Linked DNA regions of Mus musculus: region 1 is linked to region 2. The links are chromatin contacts, called in public HiChIP or PLAC-seq maps. All regions are on one chromosome and are shown on one strand. The core of a region is the stretch at or near the end of the contact, and the rest is flanking DNA. Distances in the headings are between cores, read along the strand shown. Region 1 overlaps Sox1ot (Sox1 overlapping transcript). Region 2 has its middle 120 kb from the start of Tex29.

Region 1 (4,391 bases), core at 337-2,836, 470 kb after region 2:
ATCCTCCTGATTAGCAATTCTGGGACACTCCCTCCACCTCTGTAAGTTCAGTTCCCTCCTTGCTCAGACAGGCTGTCTCTCACACCCTCTCAAGTGCTCTAGCCCCCTCTGCACATTAAGGTGTATAAATAGGAAAATTCCTGCCCACTCTGCACCGTAAGGATTGCAACCAAGAGCACTGTAATAGGGCTGCTACAGGAGGAGCTTGATTCTTGTTCCTCCCTGCCTGTTAATGTTATTCTCCCCAGGGCTTTATAATAAGTTAGGTATTTAAAGAGGCCCATTAAGCCTTTCGATCTACCAGGGGACTATTTATAGCACAGAGCCACAGTCAGACATCATGAGTACCCCCCACGGAAGCAAGGTACGGCAGCAAGAACCCCACAGGACTGAGCTTCTCTTGGCTAGAGGGCATACATGGACATCTGGATCAAACAAGAGCCGAGTAGCTGTGCTCCCAGAAAAGACTTCCTGTTCAGGGTGGAAGGAATTCATTAGCTATGAAAATCCAGAGCCATTGTGAGGCAAGTTTTTAATGTGTCCATCACAATATGGCCTCTGCTTTCTATTCTCTGGGAGGTTCTTACGGGGCTTTGCTAAGTTAAGGGTCTCCTGAGTGATACAGAGAAAGGGTTCTAGTTTTCCTTTCTGAAACTTGAGTTCAGATCAGCATCCACAAAGTAGACACTGGCGGTGCCTCTGTCTACAGGGACACTGCACGCACTGTTTCTAGAACCTACTGTGGCTTCCCAAGGAGGAGCCCTCCCTTGACGAGCAGCCATCCAGAATCCAGGTATACCTGGACCTTGAAAAGGATGGTTTTGCCTTTTGCAGGCTGTCTGGTCTTTTGTTGACTGGTAAGGATTTTGTTTTGCAGAGAGGAGCCTTCACTAACCTTGAGTGGGAGAGAATCAGCCAGGGCCTCTGCGGCACATGGAAATACTTGTCTTAAGTAGTTGGCTCTTAGAAATCACAGCCCAGATGCCTGAAGCAGAAGGAGAAGCACCTGTAGTGGCTGTCACCCTGCAGGCACCTCTGTTACTGGAGTCACCAAGAAACGGTATTACGGGAGTCTTGGAAGTGAGAGTGCTCCTCTAAGGAGAGACCCAGGAACCTGTTGCTAAGGGGCCAGCATGCAGGGTCCCTGCTGGGCCTGCATAGAAGGAGCCCGGTGCTTAGTGGTTCCTTCCTGAAGCCTAGGCTAAGGATTCTATATGGCTTCATCCTCCGCTCTACTCAAGCAAAGACAAGCTTCAACTGCTGGGCCTAAGGCACATGGAGCTCAACTCAACAACTGGGAATGGAGGACCCCTCCAGAGACCCAGAAGACCCCCGCCCGGGGGGGGGGTGACATCAGTTGGGGAGCTATTAATAACTGCCCTCCCCTCCCTGTCATATTTCCTGAACTGGTGAGCTTTGTGGAGGGGTGGAGTAGGAGGGAGCCGCTTGCCATTAATCTGGGAACAAACAGCTAACCCCGGTGACTGGTATTTTTCCTTTTCTTTTCTCACTTTTCTCAGTGTGGGGAAGGCGATTGTGAGGCGCTCTGCTGGAATTTGGCAGCGCGGAGGCTTGGAGAGCAGCCCCATGCTGGCTCCTATTCAGCCGGCCAGTTTTCCTCGAGCTTTGGAAGTTTCACTCAGCCGTGCACTCAATGGCTTCACAAAGCTGATTACAAGCTTCAGCGCATTCCTGAAGGAGCCAAAAGCGACGCAGGTGCAAACGAGCCGAGGGAGCCCCTTATCCCGGTGACAGAATGGGACAAGCTGGGAAAGGCTTGGACCACACAAATCCAAGGCTCACCAGGCAGCAGAGAGCCTGCCTTGGGAACCGGGGGTCATTATCCGCCCTATTCAGCGGGACCGGGGACCCTGGGGCCAAGGAGGCCGGCCGGGCGCAAGCGCCACCGCCAGTACGCGCCTGCAGCAGTGGGGACCCCGCTGGGCGTTGCAACCCGTCGGGATGTTGGGCGCTGCGTTTGTTCCCACCGACAGCGGTCAGCGAAATCCATCCTGCGGGTGAAAGCCGGTGTCCAGGCTAACCGGGATACAGGAGAAGGAGGGTAGCGAAGATGCTCAGTGCGTGGACAGTGCGTAACTTTGGTAATCGAGGCCGCACTGACGTGGTCCTGCCTCAGGCCACTCTCAGCCCCATCCTATCCCTGCTCGGGCCCGGTCCCCCTCAGCTTGTCTTCATTTTTCGTCTCTATGAGTCATACTGAGAGCGACCTTCAGAAAGTGCGGTGGGTGGCGGTGGGTGGGTGGGTGGGGGGTTCAGGGGCGGGGAATACTGGCTGGTAGCCCCGCAGGATCAGATCACCAGGTTGTCCAGTGCACCCTGCGGGGCAGTGGCGAGCCTGGAGAGCCGCCTCTGCCTGGGAGAATTAACGACGTCACAGCCAGAGACGAAAGAACTACAGGTCGCGGGGACAGGCTGGCTCCCAGGGTAGAGCTTGCAAAAGGGACGAGCGTGGGACAGACTGAGGTGGGACTGTTGTAGTTCAGGGGCCGGCCGATCCGGCTCCGTAGGCTGCCCCTATGTCCCTCCCTCGCCCCATCCAGGCCAGCACAGCACGAGTAACGCCAGCCTAGAGCCCTCCCGCCGCGTCCTCCCACTCCCGGCCCCACGTCTCGAAGCCACAGCCCAGCCCCACGCTTTGCCCGGCTGCACCCCGAGGTGCCCGCGTGCAGGGCGCGGGCCGGCAGGGCGCGCTTGCCGACGCTCTTTTGTCTGATAACTAATTTGAGTTAATGCGATCTTTATGTAAAGCTAACAGCGGATAATTGTCTATTTTCTCGCCAACAGTCTCCATCACAGTCACTTATCTGGAAACCTGCGGCTGGATTAATCGCTATATTCCCAAGATGAGCGGTGCTGCAATCCGCAGTGAACACGGGTGGGAACACGGAAGCTTCCCCTAGGTTCTTGCGGGGGCCAGCAGCTGGCCAGCTCCCTGCAGTGGATGCTGCACAGTAGCTAGCACCTGTTTGGGCTCGGGTTGGGGGTCTACGAGCACTTAGGCGCACAGAAGATGTGGAAGAGAGGAAGGAAACAGGCCTGTGGGGACTCCGGCCTGAGAGAGGTTGATTAGCTCCCAGTAAAGGCACAGAACTGCCTATATAAAGAGCTTTTTAACCTGAAAATGATGCTGCTGAGTCTTCAGACCGTGGTCTATTCAGATGCAGAAAAATGTTCCCTCCCATCTTGATCTCCCAGCCTCACCCCTACCACACCCACAGCTACTCCTTAGGCCCCTCCCCTGGAATTTTCTCCTTCGGGATCCTGGTCCTACAAGGGTTAGTAATATTTACTTAGGAACTGTGGGCGTGGAAATAAATCCTAGTTGTTCAGCCCCTTGCCCTACCTGTTCCAGTTAAAGACGGTGGGTTGTACCCAGGCAGTGGTGGCGCACGCCTTTAGTCCCAGCACTTGGGAGGCAGAGGCAGGCGGATTTCTGAGTTTGAGGCCAGCCTGGTCTACAGAGTGAGTTCCAGGACAGCCAGGGCTGTACAGAGAAACCCTGTCTCAAAAAACCTAAAATATAAAATAAAATAAAATAAGATGGTGGAGTGTGTGGTGCCAAAGCTCTAGGGAGAATACTTGTCTACAAAAACTTTCTCTGCTGAGGTCAAAGCATCAGCTTCGAGGGAACTACCACTTGGTGTGTGAGGTCTCTGCGCCTGGGCAACGGTGTCTCTGTAGGTGTGAAAGCTGGGCATCAGCTTGTGACAGCTTTAGGCCACAGAAGCCGAAACTGTGCGCCTCCATTTTGTCAGCATATTAAACATCCAAGAGTGACCACCCATTGGTCCATCACATTATTAGATTGTTAGATTAGGTGGTACCCCAGGATGCTTCTGCAACAGCCTCTGTAAGCTCCTCTTAAAAGTCTCCTGGTTCCTCCTCTCCAGCAGCGAAAGCAAACATGTGAATCTCTGCAAAGCAAGCCGAGCTAAGGTTCCCAGGACAGTCATCCTCATGCCCTCTGGAGGCCTTCCGGCTTCAGCTCTCACCTGAGTCCTGTCACCTCTGATATGTGGACAATGCTGAGCTGGACAGCCCCTGGTCAACCAGGCAGAACAGTCTATGCAAATGCCGGAGGGCAACCCTGGGAACAGTGCACCCATTGTCCGGGGCCTTTCAAAGCTGGGAGCAGCTGCTCAGACTGGCCGCCCTGGACCCTTGGCTGCCAGAGTAATGTCATCATTGCAAGATGTAGACTCTGAAAATTATACGACCCGAATTCATGAGCAGCCTTGTCTTGAGTGTTTCTGTCTGTGACACATTTCAATGTCCAGAGCTGCTTCTGTTGTTGGGGACCGGAGGAGGGCATGGGCAAGGGAAAGTTTGCAGTTTCTTACTAGAGGGTTTGAAAACTTTACAAACTAGCC
Region 2 (4,286 bases), core at 1,363-3,862:
TGCTGAGCTAAACCAGTGGCAGCCCTCACAGGGCTACTTCAGGAGCATGCGTAAATTACCTAAAGGTGACTGCATCACCAAAAGGCCCATCCCAGTCCTAAGATACAGCCTTGGTCTGAAGCTCATGGAGTTCACTTCCCAGTGAACCCTCTGCAGAGAGAAAGAGAGGCCCATGGCTTCCTGGAAAGAGACTCTTGGGTAGAGAAGGACCCAGGGCCCTTGTGGGGGAAGGACGCACGGCTGATAGGTCCAGTGTCAGGATGGACCCAGGCCTCAAGAGAAGCCAGGAAAATAGTGATGGGAAATATGAAAGGGCGAGGTGGGCATGTTCTCTCAGAGCAACCTGCGTGGAGAGCTGGTATTGATGTGTTTATAAAAAGAGAAAGAGAAAAGGGGGGATATGTTCTATGGAGGTATGGGGGAAGGGGGTGCCTCAGTGGGCCCATGCCAAGGCGTCCCTTCCCCCTGAGGGACCGGCCACATGGTAGTATAGTATAGAATAGAGTTTATTCAGGGTATGGGGAGGGAAGTAGAGGCAGAGAAAGGCAGAGAAGGAGAGAGTAGAGAAGTAGAGGCTGGCCATGAGCACATGGGGAGAGACGGGGTGGGGGGGTGGCGGGGGAAAAGGAATGGGGAAGTGACAAGGGGACAGAGTGGGAGCAATAAGGGAAGAACAAGAGGGCAGGAGAGATAGGAGGGGGCAAGCAGCCCCCTTTATAGTGGGTCAGGCCCAGACTGTTGCCAGGTAACTGTGGGATGGAGCTTAGACAGAATGCTAACAGGTATTCCTTGTAAACGCAGTTGTTGATGTCCACATCTGTGCTGTGAATACCAAGTGGGCTGGTCATAGTAGCAGCCCTGTGTAGGGCAGAGACAGGCCCAAGCAGCCAGCCCCACCATCTTTCTACAGGACCCAGATCTGAGCAGGCAGCTCCATGGCCTTAGGACGTATCTTAGCAGGCAGCTGGCACCGCTAAGGACTCAGAGTAGGGAGGGTGGAGCCAGGCTTGATCAGAGCCCTCCAGCTGACCAGAGGTGCCTTGGGATTTTCTTCATCTACTTTAGAAGTCTGGGAATCCAAAGATAAATTCCAAATGTTGAATCCCAGTGGAATCAGGGTGATACCATGGGAGGGATATGGTGGGGTTCTCTGCATGTAGCTGTGATGGGGGCTGGAGATGAGTTGAGTCGACAGTTCTTTCTTCCATGGCCCCTTTCTCATGTGTGTTCTAATGTAAATGTCACAGCATTATTGTAAACCACCCAGAAAGGCTTTACATGCGAGCAAGTGACCACAGTAGTCATGCCATGAGCACCCACCCCTGTGGTCTGACTTAAGTGCATGAGTGGAGGTAGGGACAGCTATATCCAGGCTGTTTGCTCTTTGGGTCACCTGTTTATTAACATATCTTTCATAGTGGATTGGAATGTGTTGTCCTTTAGTCTGAGAGTATCAATCACGGCTGGGCTACTGGTCATGGGAACTTCTTTCACTGTAACATGGTGCCAGTATAGACATAGGTGTGTGCGCTGCACCCTCTCAGGATTCCACCAAATGCCTGACTACATGTTCCCATGATGCTCGGCATGGCTGGTGGGACATCCTGTCCATCCTGTCCATCCTGTCCCGGTGTGAGCCTTTCCCCATCAGCTCAGCTCCCTCCTGCCTTGTGAGGGGCAGAGGCCCCGGGGAATCCCTACTCCAGATAAGTTTCTCAAAGGCTTCTGTTGCTATGGGAACGCTACTGCTGGCCGCCAGGGTGCTGGGTCTGAGACCTGATCCACAGGGTGTTGTTCACAGGGGATAGGACGTGGTTAGTTCTGTCTGCTCACTAGAGGAGGGGGCAGTGGTGGACTCTAGGGCTCTGGTGGGCCTGTATGTCCGTCCCTGTCAGGTCCTGAACGTCCCCCCTCCTCCCTGTCACTCAGAGCCACAGTCTGTGGTGTGGACATATTAAATCTAGAACCGATCTTTCTGCTTTAGCTGGAAATTGTGAACACTTTTTAAAAAAGATTAAATTTCTGGCTAGCATACAAAGAAATGGGCTTCCTTGCTATGGCCTCATGGAGAACCATTTTCTGCTTTGCTTTTATGTATCCACCCCTCTCCTGGGCCTCTTCTCTCCCTCCTTCTGATCTCCTTCCCCAGTCTGCAGCCACATCACGTCTTCATTTAGCATCCCTGTTTCTCTCCCCTCCCTTAAGATCTCTTTCTCTACTTTTGGAGTCCCTTTTCTACATTCATGTCAATTTATCTCTCTGCCTACCTATCATCCATCTATCCATCTATCCATCCATCCATCCATCCATCCATATATCCATCTATCCATATATCCATATATCCATCCATCCATCCATCCATCCATTCATATATCCATTCATATATCCATCCATTCATATATCCATCCATTCATATATCCATCCATAAATCCATCCATAAATCCATCCATAAATCCATCCATCCATCCATCCATCCATCCTACCTACCTACCTACCTATCTAAACAGGTATACATTTAAATCAATTTTTTACAGAGTGAAGTTTCTCGTCTGGCCACCAGATGTCAGCATAATTCCTCTTAAAATAAATGTGCAGCAGGGCCAGTTGATAGTGAGCAGTGATGGCTGGAGCTTGGTCTCTTAGGAAGCAGGAAGGGGACTGGGCTCATGCGCACCCTGTCCCTAGGTTCTGGAAAGCTCCAAAGGGTCCTCAAGTCACCTGTCTTGCAATTATGCCAAGCTCTGGGCACTTGTCATGCTGGCACTGAGCAGAAGCAACTGTGAGGGTGAAGAGTCTGACGCAGGAGCCCCTCCCTCTAATGCAGGAGCCCCTCCCCTGCTTCTCCCAATGTACATCTTCCTCACTGCCCTCTGTCACTTGCTTCCATAAATACTAGGAGCCCCTCCCCCAACTCCTACCACATCTGCCACAGCTTGGTTCACCTTGTCCACTTTAAGCTAGAGACAGGGATAATGGACTGTGGGAATGGGCATGGGGTCCCGTACAGAGTGGGAATGCCTGGACTGGAGTGAGAGAGGCAGATAGGCCTCACAGGCAATCCCCACATTCCTGATCTGTCATGATGTCTGGTTCTAGATTGTTCTTTATTGCTCGCAGCAAGTTTTCAAACAGCGTAACCGGAAGCACATGAGTCCGCTGACTTCAACAGTATTGTATAAGTACCCACAAGACTGACCTAGTCCTCGACCGCTAGCAATGGTGGGCTGTGCTGTCCCAGCCCCGAGGTGGGGAGGGAAGCGGGATGACTAAATGGCCAGAGTTTACAGCAATCACAACTGGCTCCAAACTCTGACCTGCTGGCTATCAGTCACCCTAGAAAGTTTGTCAGCCATTCCTTTACGCCTCTCTAAAGCAGCCGTGGTAGTGGGTCTGAGCACAGTCATAACCTGAAGGAGGGGTGTGTAGGAGAGAAAGTCCAAGCAGGGGTGAAGCTGGTCATGCTGCAGCTGCCAGCCACTGGCCTGGCTGCTCTGAGGATGCCCAGGGGCTCTACATACAAATCTCCTGAATAGAAACTGGTTATTGGAGTACTCATATAGCAATAAAAAACAGACTTGCCCAGCAGTGAGCTGGCTCTGAACTTGAGGTCTCAGGGGCTGTAGAAGGGAGCTGGGTCACAGTGCATATTCTGGGAACACCCCACCCTCGGGCCCAGGTCCTACCCGAGGTGTCTGCCTTTGGGGGATGGACAGCCTTGCAGGGTCTGTGCTCATGCAAGATGATGGAGTCCCCAGTGGCCGAGTCCTCCTGGGCTGGCCATCTGCCCTGGGCTCTCTACAGCCCCTGGCTACCTGCAGCAATGGGAGTGAGCACAGAGAAACCTGCCTCCTCCTCTCCTGGAGCAGTGAACCGATCTCTCTGATATGAATGCCAAATCAAACCCTGAAATAGCACCTAAGCCGAGGATGAGGTATTTTAGGAATAATATAATCACACCAAAAAAAAAAAAAAATCCAAATGCATTTTCTCTCTTGCCTCTCTCCTTAGCTTCACCGTTTCAGACTCACAGAGTGTTTTGGGTTTGTTTTGATTTACTTTTTTTTTTTTTTTTGTTCTGGTTTTGAGGAAAGGAAATTTTTACATTAAAATCTCTGGCAGTGTCTTCTCTCCTCCTTTGGTGACAATGAGGCGCTGTTCTCTGGGAAGAGAGAGCTTTGTCCTTCGAGCTCCTGCAGCTTTGTCCTTGCAGCTGAGCTGCAAGAAGCCATTAGACCTTCCTGTTTCTAGTCTGGGCTAAGCTGGGTAGGACAGGGAGTCCTGCGGGG

What was found. HiChIP or PLAC-seq counts read pairs in DNA pulled down with a chosen protein or histone mark.
Region 1: an H3K27ac HiChIP or PLAC-seq map of embryonic brain shows a contact between it and region 2, with 9 times the contacts expected there. The contact joins two enhancer-like sites. A contact is called at or near these places in 9 of 115 datasets of contacts at active chromatin or transcription factors (craniofacial prominence, embryonic basal ganglia, embryonic brain and 6 more) and 1 of 9 other capture datasets (embryonic stem cells).

What each region holds. Positions count from the first base shown.
Region 1 is chr8:12,428,630-12,433,020 of GRCm38.p6, forward strand. It overlaps Sox1ot (Sox1 overlapping transcript), which reads left to right. Exons shown (of 8, transcript NR_027975.2): 5 at 878-1,409; 6 at 1,521-2,102; 7 at 2,806-3,794. Among named protein-coding and RNA genes, the nearest start is that of Sox1, 35 kb to the left of the region's middle. Within about 2 kb of position 1,587, at least 69 of the 459 cell types and tissues checked have an H3K27ac peak or open chromatin away from gene starts, as enhancers often do. A contact at or near this core is called in embryonic brain, where this site is marked.
Region 2 is chr8:11,954,634-11,958,919 of GRCm38.p6, forward strand. No RefSeq gene overlaps it. Among named protein-coding and RNA genes, the nearest start is that of Tex29, 120 kb to the left of the region's middle. Within about 2 kb of position 2,613, at least 12 of the 459 cell types and tissues checked have an H3K27ac peak or open chromatin away from gene starts, as enhancers often do. A contact at or near this core is called in embryonic brain, where this site is marked.